Regions from separate parts of the Macaca mulatta genome. Here region 2 is linked to region 1. Evidence: chromatin contacts called from public Hi-C data. All regions are on one chromosome and are shown on one strand. The core of a region is the stretch at or near the end of the contact, and the rest is flanking DNA. Distances in the headings are between cores, read along the strand shown. Region 1 holds the start of C1H1orf50 (chromosome 1 C1orf50 homolog). Region 2 holds the start of YBX1 (Y-box binding protein 1).

Region 1 (6,946 bases), core at 1,484-3,983:
GCAACCTGTCCAAGGTTTCACAGATAATAAACAGCAAAGGATCTGAACACAGGTCAGTCTGATTCCAAAATTCATGCCTTAATACCAGGCCTCCTGAGCTTTCTGAACACACACCAATACCCGGGTGAGTCCTGCTAAAAAAAATAACTTCTTCTTTTTTTTTTTTTTTTTTTGAGATGGAGTCTCACTCTGTCGCCCAGGCTGGAGTACAGTGGCACAATCTCCACTCACTGCAACCTCCGCCTCCCGGGTTCAAGTGATTCTCCTGCCTCAGCCTCCTGAGTAGCTGGGATTACAGGTGCCTACCACCACGCCCAGCTAATTTTTTGTATTTTTAGTAGAGACGGGGTTTCACTATGTTGGCCAGGCTGGTCTTGAATTCCTGATCTCGTGATCTGCCCACCTCGGCCTCCCAAAGTGCTGTGATTACAAACGTGAGCCACTGGACCTGCCCCCTCCGTTCCTTTTTTTTTTTTTTTTTTTTAAAGACTCGCTGTGTCGCCCAGGCTGGAGTGCAGTGGTGTGATCTTGGCTCACTGTAACCTCTGCCTCCCAGGTTCAAGCAATTCTCCTGCCTCAGCCTCTAGAGTAGCTTCAGACTACGGGCACACACCACCATGCCCAGATAATTTTTTGTATTTTACTAGAGACAGGGTTTCACCATGTTGCCCAGGCTGGTCTCCAACTCCTGAGCTCAGGCAATCCTCCTGCCTCAGCCTCCCAAAGTGCTAGGATTACAGGTGTGAGTCGCCACACCCAGCCTCATTTTTTTTTTTTGAGTCTCACTCTGTCCCTGATTCTGGAGTGCAGTGGTGCAATCTCGACTTACTGCAACCTCTATGTACTGGGCTCAAGCGATTCTCATGCCTCAGCCTCCCGAGTAGCTGGGACTAAAGACGTGAGCCACCACACCTTTTAGTAGACACGGGGTTTCACCATGTTGGCCAGGCTGGTCTCGAACTCCTGACTTCAAATGATCCACCCACCTTGGCCTCCCAAAGTGCTGGGATTACAGATGTGAGCCATGGCACCTAGCCAAAAAGTACATTTTAGATAGTAAATATGTTTGATTCAATTTGTTTGTCTCTAAAGTTGTTTTTTTCTTCAGCTTCTCAAATACAGATTGTATTGGGGAAACAGAGGCAGCATAATAATGCATCCTCTGTATTTCACAAGATTATAGGATGAAAGGCAAAAACTGTTCTTTATTCCATCTGTTCAGGCCATTATAATAAACATGATAGTCATTCGACAGCACATGGGTATGTTGTGTGCACAAGATTCTATCCCTATCAACCTCCCTCCCAATAATAGTGATCTGATTAGCATATTCTCTTAATCCATAAAAGTTGCACTTTGCTCCCCAGTTCTTTAAAAAGAAGAAAGTACAAGTTTTGAATTAAAACAGCTTTCCTACGTATCTGAATTTTTCTTAATTAAAAAAAAAAAAAAAACGGATTCGAAGGATTTCTAGGATCATTGGGAAAAAAAAGACGTGAGGGAATTTGAGCACATTAAATAATTTTGAGCAAAGCAAAGACCTTAGAACATAATCAAGGCTAAATCTGATAGTGTATACAGGGATAAGGGGCCATCATAATCTTTAAAACAGCAGGACCCTCCATCTGTGCACACTGAAGAGGGTGTATAACTGGAAGTCTTGACAAGAGATAAGAAGGAATCTGGTTTTTCATTGAATAATGACAAAGCTTTAGATCTTGGAGCTCTCCTACTTCAAACCTTTCACTTTACAGATAAAATAGTTGAGGTCCAGAGAGAAGTAATCTGCCTGAAGTCGCACTGCAAGTTTGTATCAAAAGTGGGATTAATAGTCACGTGTCCAAACTTCCAGTGTTTTTTCCATTATTTCACATTTCCTCCTTATTTGACTTATTTTGGCCATCCATATAAAAGCACTGGGCTTGGGAATACTATGTTTAATAAGGACTAAACTCGGAGTCCTTGCCCTGCTAGATGTTTAAACTCTCAGTTAACAAAGATCTTATGGGAAGCAGCTTTAAAAAAGCGGACCTTGAAACTTCTGGGGAACTTTTCTTTGTCAAATGGGAAGATAACTCTGTACTGCCTACCTCACAAGGCTGTCCTAAAGTGCAAATGAAATAATGAACGCTAACGTGTTGTGTAAACCTTCCCACGAAGGGAGATTATGGGCACTCAAGTTGCCGTTAGAGGAGCTTTTGGTCACAGAAGGTCATTCGAGTCAGGCCACCGACTCACAATGACAGTCGGCTTTACTCGTCTGTAAAATGGAGACAAGAGCAATTGCCACCCCCACCCTAGGTGGTAGTGAGGTCTGAGCCGAAAGACGCAGAGCACAACGTGAATGAAGACGGTTATTCGCTGCCCCGGTCGCGCCTCCTCACCTTCTGCACCTGCTCTGCGAGCGCCACGAGGTCTAAGGGGTCCCCGGCCCGGTGGGTGTGGTAGGGGCTCACCAGGGCCAGGCCGCCGGGGGTCGGGGTGAGCTCCACCAGGGCTCCTGCGACACACAGCCAGGAACAGGCCGTGAGCTCCCGCCCTCGGCCTCCCGCGGAGCCCCGAGACCGGCTGCCTCGCTGGGGCTGACTTCCCCTTGCTGACTCCCGCCCCGCATACCTCCCTGGCCTGCAGCTGGCTGCGGTCCTTGGCTTTCAAGGACCCCCTCGGTCCTCCCGAGCGCTGCGGCGTCCTCCATGACAGCGACTTATCCTCCCCACTCCCTGGGCGGTGCGAGTCGGGAGAGCCTGCGCGTAAAGGTGCGTGGGCGGAGCTTCCGTATTTCTTGTCCACTGGGCTTCAGAGCGACTGAGCAAAGCCTGAGCTCGGAGGCGGGGCTCCGGCTGACGCGCCGGGATTCGCTGAGGGCCGGTGGGGGTATCTGGGTTGACTGAAAGGAAAAGAGGCGGTGCAAGCCTCGTGGGCATGCGCCGCCCGGCTTGGGAGGTGGGGCTTCGCCCGGGGGCGGGCCTTCTCCGGGGGTGGGACTCCGGCCTCTGTGTTGGGTGGCTATCGGTCCCGTTAGGTCTGAGGAGACGATGGCGGCACGCGCGTTGAAGCTGCTGACCACACTGCTGGCTGTCGTGGCCGCTGCCTCCCAAGCCGAGGTCGAGTCCGAGGCAGGATGGGGCGTGGTGACTCCTGATCTGCTCTTCGCGGAGGGGACCGCAGCCTATGCGCGCGGGGACTGGCCCGGGGTGGTCCTGAGCATGGAACGGGCGCTGCGCTCCCGGGCCGCCCTCCGCGCCCTTCGCCTGCGCTGCCGCACCCGGTGTGCCGCCGACTTCCCGTGGGAGCTGGACCCTGAATCGCTCCCCAGCCCGGCCCAGGCCTCGGGCGCCGCAGCCCTGCGCGACCTGAGCTTCTTCGGGGGCCTCCTGCGCCGCGCCGCCTGCCTGCGCGGCTGCCTCGGGCCGCCGGCCGCCCACTCGCTCAGCGAAGAGATGGAGCTGGAGTTCCGCAAGCGGAGCCCCTACAACTACCTGCAGGTCGCCTACTTCAAGGTGCAGACCAGCCCGGAGCCGGGCGGCCGGGGTCCTTCTGGGGAGAGGAATGTTGCAGGGGACCTGGGGAGCCAGGGGGATCGGGGAAGTGTCCGCAGGGAGGGGAAAGTGGCCTCCTGGCTGGGGAGCTCTCCTCGGAGCCGGGGAGAGCTGCTCCCTGGCAGGAGACCTTCCTCGCCCAGTTCGCATGGGCAGTTGCTAACCCCAGAGGTCCAGCCTGGGGTTAGGGCACAGGCCAAGCAAAACTCATGGCCATTTTGTTCCCTGGGAAATCTCCTGCAGGGAATTAAAGCGGTAGTTTGGGTCTCCCATCCTAATGTCATTTTAAGTGTCCGACTGAGAAGCTAGTAGCGGTCTACAATATGTTCCTTCCGGTTGGTTTTCCAGTGGTGCTTTTCCTGCTGTTTGATTCAGCAGCTCTGTTTCAGGATGTGAGGTTGCCACGTCGCCAGCAGGGGCTGTCTGGCCCTGCCTGTCGGGGGGACCCTCTGGCTAGTCTGTCAGGTTTACAAAGAACATGAGTATTTTTAGGAATGCCAGAATGCCATGTTTTCAAGTGTACACTTGGGCTTGGAGCGTTCCAGGCTTGTTTGGTGGTGGTGATGGTGACGATGATGATGATAATGATGATGATGATGATGATGATAGCCAGCACGTACTTCAGGCAGTATTTTAAGCAGTTTGCCTTTATTAACGCATTTGCCCTAATCTTCACAATATCCTGTCAGGTAGATGCTGTTATTAGTCCCGCTGTATTGGGGGTGGGGGGAGAAAGAGCTGTGCATTATATCTGTTATATCTGTAGTTTAAAAGACCTTCGATTCGACCTAAAGAGAGACTGAGAGACTCTTGGGGACCCCAGATTTCCACCCCTCCACAACATTCTGCCTACACAGTTCCCTTCATTTTTCCTAGTTACTCAGAAGAGCGCTGGACTTGAAATCAAAATAATTGCATTATGTCTTTGGTTATGTCGCTTCATCATAGCACTTTCTAAAATTACTTGACAAACATGTATTGCATGCCTACTGCATTCCAGTTCTTGTACAGGTACTTAAATGCTCGACTAACATCTTTGCTTTGTCTTGCTTTGATGTTAAGAGTTACTGTAGTAAGGGATACTGCAAGGGCATATACTTAGGGCTGTGGGAGCACAAAGGAGGGAGACTCTAGCTTTATCTCAGAGAAATTAGACTTCAAAGAAGAGGTAATATTGAAGCCCGTCCTAAGTATTGTCAGGGGGAGAGGAAGGAAGGCTCCTCCAGATAGAGGGAAAAGTAGAACCAAAGCATGATGTATTCAGGAAAAAAAATGAATTGTTGTGATTGCAATGTCGAGGTGTGTGTGGGGAGTAGTAGGAGAAGAGGCTAGAATGGTCACTGAGGCCAAATTTGGAAGAGAATTCTGCGGACTGCAGGGAGCCATCCTCAGATTTGGGTTTTAAAACACTCATTCTGGAAACCATGGTGAATGAGCCTTGGAAGAAGGAGAAACTGGTGGCACATGATTAGGAGACAGGCATTTGTCCACAAGAGAGGAGGTTAAGTACCTCAGTGCTTAGGGAGTAAAGAAGACTGGGGGTGGAGAGAGGAGTGAGGACATGAGGGAGAACAGAGACAGGCAGGAGCAGTGCTGAAAGATACAAGAGATAGAGTAATTCCATAAAAGGGACAGACCTGAGAAAATTTCTAATTTTACAGTTAAAGAAACTGAGGTACAGAGATGGGGAGTTATTTACCTTGGGTCACCTAACCAGGGCTGACTCCTTTAGTGTGCCTTTACTAGTACCAGTGATAAGGAAATAAGTTTTCTTAGCATATTAATCATACCATCTAAAATTTATGGAGCACTTGATCTGTGCCCAGCACCATGTATTACAGGCTGCATGTATTATTATCTCTTTGAACTCTCAACAATGCTAGGAGATAGCTACAGAATGCTATCTCCAGATGATAGATTAGGGAAACTGAGTTTAGAAAGTAAACTTTAAATATCTTGTCTACTGCCCAGCCAGTCAGTGAGTCATTAAGCCCAGATTTGCTGCTGGCCGGTCTCTTTTCTTTTTCTTTTTTTTGAGACAGAGTCTTGCTCTGTTGCCAGGCTGGAGTGCAGTAGCGATCTTGGCTCACTGCAACCTCTGACTTCCTGGTTCAAATGATTCTTCTGCCTCAGCCTGTCGAGTAGCTGGGATTACAGGCACATGCCATCACACCCGGCTAATTTTTGTATTTTTAGTAGAGACGGGGTTTCACCATATTGGCCAGGATGGTCTCGATCTCCTGACCTCGTGATCCGTCCTCCTCGGCCTCCCAAAGTGCTGGGATTACAGGCATGAGCCACCACGGCTGGCCCTCTTTTCTTTTTTTTTTTTTTTTTGAGACGGAGTTTCGCTCTCATTACCCAAGCTTGAGTGCAATGGTGCGATCTCAGCTCACTGCAACCTCTGCCTCCTGGGTTCAAGCAATTGTCCTGCCTCAGCCTCCTGAGTAGCTGGGATTACAGGCGCATGCCACCACGCCCAGCTATTTTTTGTATTTTTAGTAGAGACGGGGTTTCACCATGTTGGTCAGGCTGGTCTCAAACTCCTGACCTCATGATCCGCCCACCTCAGCCTCCCAAAGTGCTGGGATTACAGGCATGAGCCCCTGTGCCTGGCCATGGCCGGTCTCTTTGATACCAGTGTCCACACAGTTAATTACTAGATCATCAGTGATTTATTTGGTTGGATTCTATATATGAAACCTGTGTTACTTTGATATGCTGGAGTCCATTGCTGTGGGTATTGTTGTAGTCTGTAGCCTATTTCTTTCTCCCCCTTGGATTGCTTTTTTTTTTTTTTTTTGAAACGGAGTCTCACTCTGTCACCCAGGCTGGAGTGCAGTGTGGCCATCTCAGCTCGCTGTAACCTCCACCTCTGGTTCAAGCGATTCTCCTACCTCAGCCTCCCAAGTAGCTGGGATTACAGGTGTGCGCCACAACACCCAGCTAATTTTTGTATTTTTAGTAGAGACAGGGTTTCATCATGTTGGCCAGGCTGGTCTCAAACTCCTGACCTCAAGTGATCTGCCCCCCTTGGCCTCCCAAAGTGCTGGGATTACAGGCGCAAACTGCCGCCCCCGACCAACCCCTCAGATTTCTTAGACCTATTTGTTTGAACCTCATGAGCCCTGAGCTTTGAGTCAGAAAGTACATGTCTGGACTTAGTAAAGGACCTTAGAATTTTTAGCCATCCACATTTTCCCTAAATGTCTCAAGAATGCTTCATTTTATTTTATGCAAAAAAAAAAAAATTCTAGGAAAATTCTTAGGCATAGTCTGTTAGCTGCTCTTTTTTCTCTACCCCTAAATCCTTGAAGCCACAGAATTTTTTCAGGTCAGGCATTACATTTGAATCATGAAATATATATATGTATTCTTTTTTTTTTTTTTTTTTTTGAGTCAGGATC
Region 2 (6,838 bases), core at 3,501-6,000, 84 kb after region 1:
TATTTGTAAAGCTGACCTACATGCTAAAACTAGAACTTTTTAACAATCCCAAACTTCACAAAGTAGATAGTGAAAGGCAGAAAGCTTTTCAAATCCAGGAACTACCAAGTCAGCACGCAAGAGCCCCAGTGACATACTTGGATCATTTAAGAATCTTTCAATGGCTAAAAATAATCACCCTAAGAAATTATCTGTAACTACGTGGACAACCACCAAATTGAAAATGGCTAGGGTCTATTTCAGAGACAGCATAACAGCAGTTGGTGAACACTAACTCCAGAGTGAAAAAACAGTTCCAATCCTGCCTGCCACTTATCACCTATGCTTATGGGGGCAAGTAACAACTTCTTTGTGCCTCAGAGTGACAGTACCTACACCTCAAAAGTTTTTAAAGATTAAGGGAATTGGCTCATTTTAAGCAACTTACTATAGACCCTAGTATAAATACTTGTTAGCTGTATCTATTTTCACCAACATGTGAAGGAAGTCACCTATCAGTTATGTACATATAGAATCCCCACAAGGCAGCCCCCACTCCAAAGGGAGACTTAAACCTGATAGGCGTGACTAAAGAGAACTAAACCTTTCCCTGGCTTGGTTTATTACATCTTCCCAGACCATGGGTAATCAACTCAAATGCACACACAGAGGCCAGGCGTGAAGCGAAGTCAGCAACCTAAGACAACTAAGCATGACAGACTGTTGTAAAAAAAAAAAAAAAAAAAGTATACTCCCCCCAAACGTGGTGACAATATGGCAGGTGGTTTTTACTATGTGGAAATACAGCCCCCAAAGCTAGCTAAAGTTCAGATCTTAACAATATAATAATCTGGATTACTTGGTGTCATCTCCTGAATTATAAATGTTAGTAATTAATCCCAATTCCTTTAAAAAATACTGTGCTGTCTAATCAAAGCATCTGGGAGTAGTCTTAGAAAGGTCACAAATTTGTGACCTTTGCTCCAAATTCTTTCTTCACCTCAAAACATAAAGAATTATTAATTTAGACATTCTAAGTACTCTGGAAACAGAAAAATATTCCTATTCTGGTCACCATAAACTGTTGCCAATTCATGGTAATCTTTGGTGAATATGGATCAATTCTCAACCACTAATAACATTCAACAGTAATATAGGAGGAGCATAATAAACCCCTCTAAGTCACATTCTCCAATTATGTTTTGTAGACAGAGTTCACAAAAGAATAACTCAATGAATTTCTTAGAATATCTAGATTACACAGTCTAACAAAATAAAGCCAAAACTTCTACTATTCTTAAAAGCTCTATTCTCATGTTACTTAGCACCTTCTTCACAATATAACCAATCAGGGAGAAGCCCTTTAATGAATTAATTCTAACAAGGTTGTAACAATTCATCAGGTGGTAATTCAGGCTGGAATAAACACATTTACAATGAAATTGCGTCTTTAAAGGCAGAAAATTTACATACAATGTTGTAATTATAAAAATACCGTACAATCCTGGAATATATAATCCAGCGTATCCAAAAACAGCAATTAAAAGTCGTCATAATAGTCATCCCAAACACTGCACTCTCTCCTTTATACAGAAAACAGCACGTTATGTGTCAGTCAGTCTGCCTCCCTCATAAGAGCCAGGTGCCTCCAGCCAAGTCCATTCGTTCTACTACAGGAACTACATATAGAACCAACTGCTAGCTTCCAAACTGATTTAACACATACATTTTCCTTAATTAAAGCAAATCTTCCCTGTATTTAATTGGAGTCAGAGTTTACAGCATCTTATTAAAAAATCCCAGAATAATTAAAACAACCAGTTCAGAAGCATAAAGAATATTTTAACCAGTTAATCTGACAAAATAATCGAGGTTAGGATAGTCCAAAGGACCATCAAAAGCCAATTCATAACTTGCCCTGGAGGATGACCAACTGAGTTGATTCCAATTCAGAACAGAGATATTCAATGAATAGTATCTCATGGACTAAATACTTATAAAGTGTAAAGATAATACTCTTATTTTGGACAAAACTATTGATTTCAAAAAATGTCATAACCTATGCCCACTTTAAAAAAAAATGCAGCGAAACAAGGCACATGCTAAAACTTCTTAAACACATACAAAAACTGCGATCTATCTGCTGAAAAGGATGCATATTTGCACACCAGAGTTACCATTACATTGGGTCAAGGGTTAAAAGCAGTGATTTTGAAGGTATGGCCCGAAGACCATTATCATTCCTGTTAAAAATGTACCCAGACCTAATGAATCCAAAGCTCAGAAGAAATACACCACTTAAATCACACCCTTCCAAGGTAAGCACACTTAAATTTGAAAACCACTGGTTTAAGAGTTAGACTAGTAAGGACAGTCAGTAAGACACAAATACAAACTAAAACACTAACAAATTCAGACAGATCAGTTAAAAAGCTATCAGTTTACCAATCATATATAAGCATTCCCTTTCTTCTTTGCTAGTAAGCTTTTATCAAAAAATTAATGAAAACCGTAGTTTCAGCCAGCCAGGAAGGCAAACAGTATAGAACAAGTTGGAAAATCCTAAGATTCTGGAAGAAACAAAATGTTTTCCCACAATTGCAAAAGTAGAGAATAGATCATCAAATGCTTATCTCTTACTTTAAGTATTTCCACAATACTCTATGATTGATTAATGAACAGTTTTTCATCAGGCCATGAATCTGTCCTTAAGCTTGATTTTGCCCATTTGTTGTCCATTCCACGTTGTTCTTTTAATCATCTGCTTAGGTCTTCTACAGTAAGTAAGCAAGAGAATGCTGAGATGGCACTTAAGTACCATACCTGTGAGGCCAAGATTGCTACTGGCATACCCAGTGCTCTACACCCATGTAACTGCACTACTAGCCTTGGCAGCCATCTTGAAAATGATGCCCGGCTCACAAGGAAGCCCATGGAATACTGTGCGTCTACTGCACGTTACCACCACCACTGCCACAAACAACCCGAAGGGTAAGTCCTAAAGACGTATCTGCAGCTTTACCTTCAAACAGGAAGAACAATGTCAAGTTACTAGTGACTATGGCCACTCTAATAAGCTACAGCCAGGGATCTAGCGGAAATTGACTTCATCAGCATGATTTTAGGACAAGGAAGAATGAAATAAGAACTGAAGGAAAAAAACCATTTTCTTGCAGATATATTATTTATGAACAAATAAAAACAGTTCTCTCTGGTCAAAGCTGTGCTAATACAGAATTTATCTCAGGTATTAAAATGAAACGTGAAACAAAGGCAATACAACCTCTCGGTAAAGATGACAAAACCTCATATACTTGACACGTCAAATCCTCTTACCCCCAAAATGTTAACAAGGCGTAAATATCCGATGTCAGTGGATCACATTCTCAAATACCGAGTTCAATAAAGTAGAAAAGGATGACAAGAATAAAAATCTACTGGACCGTACTTTCCCGTTTACCCTGTTAAGGAATGGCTCATTCACTCCGCTTGCCTTTTAAATTGCTTTGTGCTGTGACGAAGCCCTTGAAGTTAGCTTCAAATTAATATTTAGCTGCAAAACAAAGGCATTCTCTAAACCCAAATCCCTCCAGTCGTCAAGGAAAACAAACAGACAAAAAATCACATTAATACACCAGAGGTAGTAAACGCCTTTCAGAAGAGGACTGTGGATTGGCACAGCAAGAAGCAAGCAAGAAGGTAGGATGGAGGCTTCAGAGCCCAGCAGCTCACCTGTTGATGAAACCATATCCGTTCCTTACATTGAACCATTTTACTGTTCCCAAAACCTTCGTTGCTGGAAAAGAAAACAAAGCAAAACAAGCCACGATTACCAGCTATCCTTTTCCAAACCCGTCTCGCTTCGGCATCCGGTCCCTCGCACGCTGCCCGCCGCGGCCACCTGACAGCCCTTTCTCTCCACCGCCTGGGTGCGGGTCCGCGCCGGGGCCACGCCGCCGCCGCCGCACACGTGGGTGAGTCTGAAGCGCGGGGCGCTCCCGGGCAGGCCCGGGGCGCGGGCCCAGGATGGGTGTGTTCGCAGGCCGCGGACGGAGAGCACGTGAGGGAAGGGGAAGCCGCTCCGGACTGCGTAGGCGGTGCGCCGCGCTCTCCGAGCACACGCGGAAGGGAGCTGGGTGGGGGAGACGCGAACAACGGCGTGCGGGCCCGAGCGCACGAGGCCAGTCGGCGGGGAGGGGACCCCGTCGCACACGCGGTCGGCGGCGCGCGGCCGCAGGAGGAGGGGCGCGCGGCCGCGCGGGGTCCACAGGGGGCGCGGGAGGCAGTGTGCGCGCGCCTGCCGGGCGGGCCCCCGCAAGAGCGAGTGGGGGGGCGGGGGGAGGGGCGGCCGCGCGCCGCGGAGTCGGTCCCCACCGGCCGCGCGCCCGCCGGCTCGCCCAGCCCCGGCTAACGGTTCCGCTGCCAGGCTGCCCGAGGGCCCCACCCCCGTCCCTGTCCGGTCCTCACCGATGACCTTCTTGTCCCCGCCGGCAGGCGCCGCCGATGTGAGGCCGCCCGGGCCACCGCTCCCTGCGCCGCTGCCCGTAGTGCCGGGCTTGGTGTCGGCGGCGCTGAGGGCGGGGGCGGCGGGGGGGGCGGCGGGCGGCTGCTGGGTCTCGGCCTCGCTGCTCATGGTTGCGGTGATGGTGACTGGGGCCGGCTGCGGCAGCTGCGGCTCCTCCCGGGGTGTGATGGTAACTAGGCCGGCGGCGGCGGTGGGGCTGCTCAGGGCTCTCTGGGGTCCGCTCTCCGCTCCCGCTACCGATCGAACTAGCGAGAATGGCGGGACAGGCGGGATAAGCCCTACGATCGACCCGCCCTAGGCGTTGTTCACTGGCCGGTGGTACTGTCAATCTGCCCACCTGACCTCAGTCCCTGGCTTCTATTGACTAACATTTTATCAGTCCTCCACTCTCATTGGCTGTCTGGCGGCTAATTCAGCCGACCTACAACCGTTCCTGCCTCCGCCGGCCGCCATAGAGACCGGAACTAGAATTAGAGTAGTCGGCCACGAAAACCATAGAGTACCTGAGAGGACGGGCAGAGGGAACGTGACTTCCACGAGGCAGTCGACGGGCTGGCGGGCCCGACGTTCAGGGTTGTGTCTCGGCTGAAAAAAAGGCACGCCCGAACGCTGGGCAGGGATTACCCGGCCGGACCCGGGATTGGAAGGGGGCTCGACGACGCCTTAGCTCCCCGTGAAGAAAAGGCTTCCCTCCCTCCCTGCACCAAATACGGTCCCTGTGATCTGAGAACATTACGGCGGGCATAGAGTCGTCTTTTCTTTAATGGCCGTGTACTCGCGGCACAGCCGAGGGTTTCTGGAATTGCCTTAAACGTATGCGTTTGAAGAGCGTACGCTTTTGTCGGAGCAGTCACCTTGGAGGGACCACGCAGGCTCTGGCAGCCCGGGCTCAGCATGTTTAGGGCGAGGGTGTGCTCCATGGGGACCTGCCTTCTGATCCGTTTTACCAGGCATATATTTTTAAAAATGTGTCTTCCTTTTCAAGTGTTAACGTGTTTTTCTACTGGCCACAAATCAGATTTAATTCAACTCACATTTATTGAACAAGCTAGCGTCCTATGTTTTTTTTCATTTAATTCGTACAACAGCCATGTGATAGAGGAATTACTATCCACGTTTCACAAACGATAAAATTGAGGCTGCCACCTGATGTTACTGAAGTCCTCCACCCACCTTCTTTCGTTCTTTTTTAAGCGTCTACTATCGGCTGGGGATGGAATAGTTCGCGAGTCAGTTTCTGCCTTCTGATGGAGGCAGAAATTTAAACAGCCAACACGGTAAATACTCCAGAGCTGCAGAAGCACGAAGTATTTTGGGAGTAGAAGCAGGGAGAAGGTGGAGGGCTGACTTTCTGCGCACAGGGTACAGGCGAGAAGAGGTGGGATCTCGGGAAATGCAGTCAAGTAGTTCAGTAAGACTCGAATGTGACATTGGGTTGCAGAGGTGGGCAGAGTCACTTAGGTGTATTGAATTGGAAATATATCCTGAGGGGAAGAGTGAGAAGAGCAATTTTAGAGTCGTAAGTAGGGAGGGGCATCTTTTTAAAAATGGCTGCGGAGTGGAGAATGGGTTGCAGAGGGGCAAGGAATGGAAGTAGAGAAAGCAGTTAGGAGGCTAGTGCAGTATCCCTTACCCCTACCAATGCCGTCTAGGCCTGTCAGTTCCACCTCCTAAAGGCCTTCTTGAGTCAGTCCTAAACTCTCTAAATGTCAATTCAGAGTCTTCATTCCTACTGCCACTACTGTAGGCCATCATCGCCAATTGCTTAGAGCAAGGGGTAGGAACTTTTTCTGTGAGAACCAAATAATAATACAAGCTTGGCCGACAATATGGTTCTGACTTACTACTCAGGTTTGGAGCTTGAAAACAGCCCTAATTTTTACATGACACGAATCTTTACATATTTTCAACTATTTAAACATTTTAAAAACGATTCGTATTCTTAGCTCATGAGCCACAGAAAAACGGAGTGTAGTTGGCTGATCCCTAGTATAGAGCAGTGCTGTTGGCTACTAACCACACCTCTCTACCTCTGTCTTACTCTAATATTCCTCACCACAACAGCCAGAAAGTTCTTTTGAGAACATCTGTCTGATCATGACACTGTCTTACTTAAAATCTTCCAGTGACTACCATTACCCTTAGGGTAGTCCAGATTCCTTAATGTGGTTTACTGGACTCTATGATTTCTAAGAAGTCTTAGAGTCTTCTCTTGTATTCCCTGTCCAACCTTCCAGGTGCTTGTAACTACTGGCTGCAGGATACTGCAGGAGCAGAGGTAGCAAACAGCTGAATTCTGTGACAATAGAACTTGGTTAAAAGTGTTGCTTCAGT

What was found. Hi-C and Micro-C count contacts between places; a contact is called where the count stands out from the background.
Region 2: a Hi-C map of blood shows a contact between it and region 1, with 4 times the contacts expected there. The contact joins the promoter of YBX1 here to the promoter of C1H1orf50 in region 1. A contact is called at or near these places in 2 of 14 Hi-C or Micro-C datasets (blood and cortical neurons).

The regions. Positions count from the first base shown.
Region 1 is chr1:197,992,193-197,999,138 of T2T-MMU8v2.0, forward strand. C1H1orf50 (chromosome 1 C1orf50 homolog) reads right to left here and starts at 2,734. Exons shown (of 5, transcript NM_001266364.1): 1 at 2,617-2,734; 2 at 2,385-2,500. The coding sequence starts at 2,695. P3H1 (prolyl 3-hydroxylase 1) reads left to right here and starts at 2,985. Exons shown (of 15, transcript NM_001258160.1): 1 at 2,985-3,500. The coding sequence starts at 3,036.
Region 2 is chr1:198,074,128-198,080,965 of T2T-MMU8v2.0, forward strand. YBX1 (Y-box binding protein 1) reads right to left here and starts at 4,751. Exons shown (of 7, transcript XM_015137151.3): 1 at 4,447-4,751; 2 at 3,712-3,775. The coding sequence starts at 4,612. It overlaps LOC144334018 (a long non-coding RNA gene), which reads left to right and starts at 5,001. Exons shown (of 5, transcript XR_013403356.1): 1 at 5,001-5,781.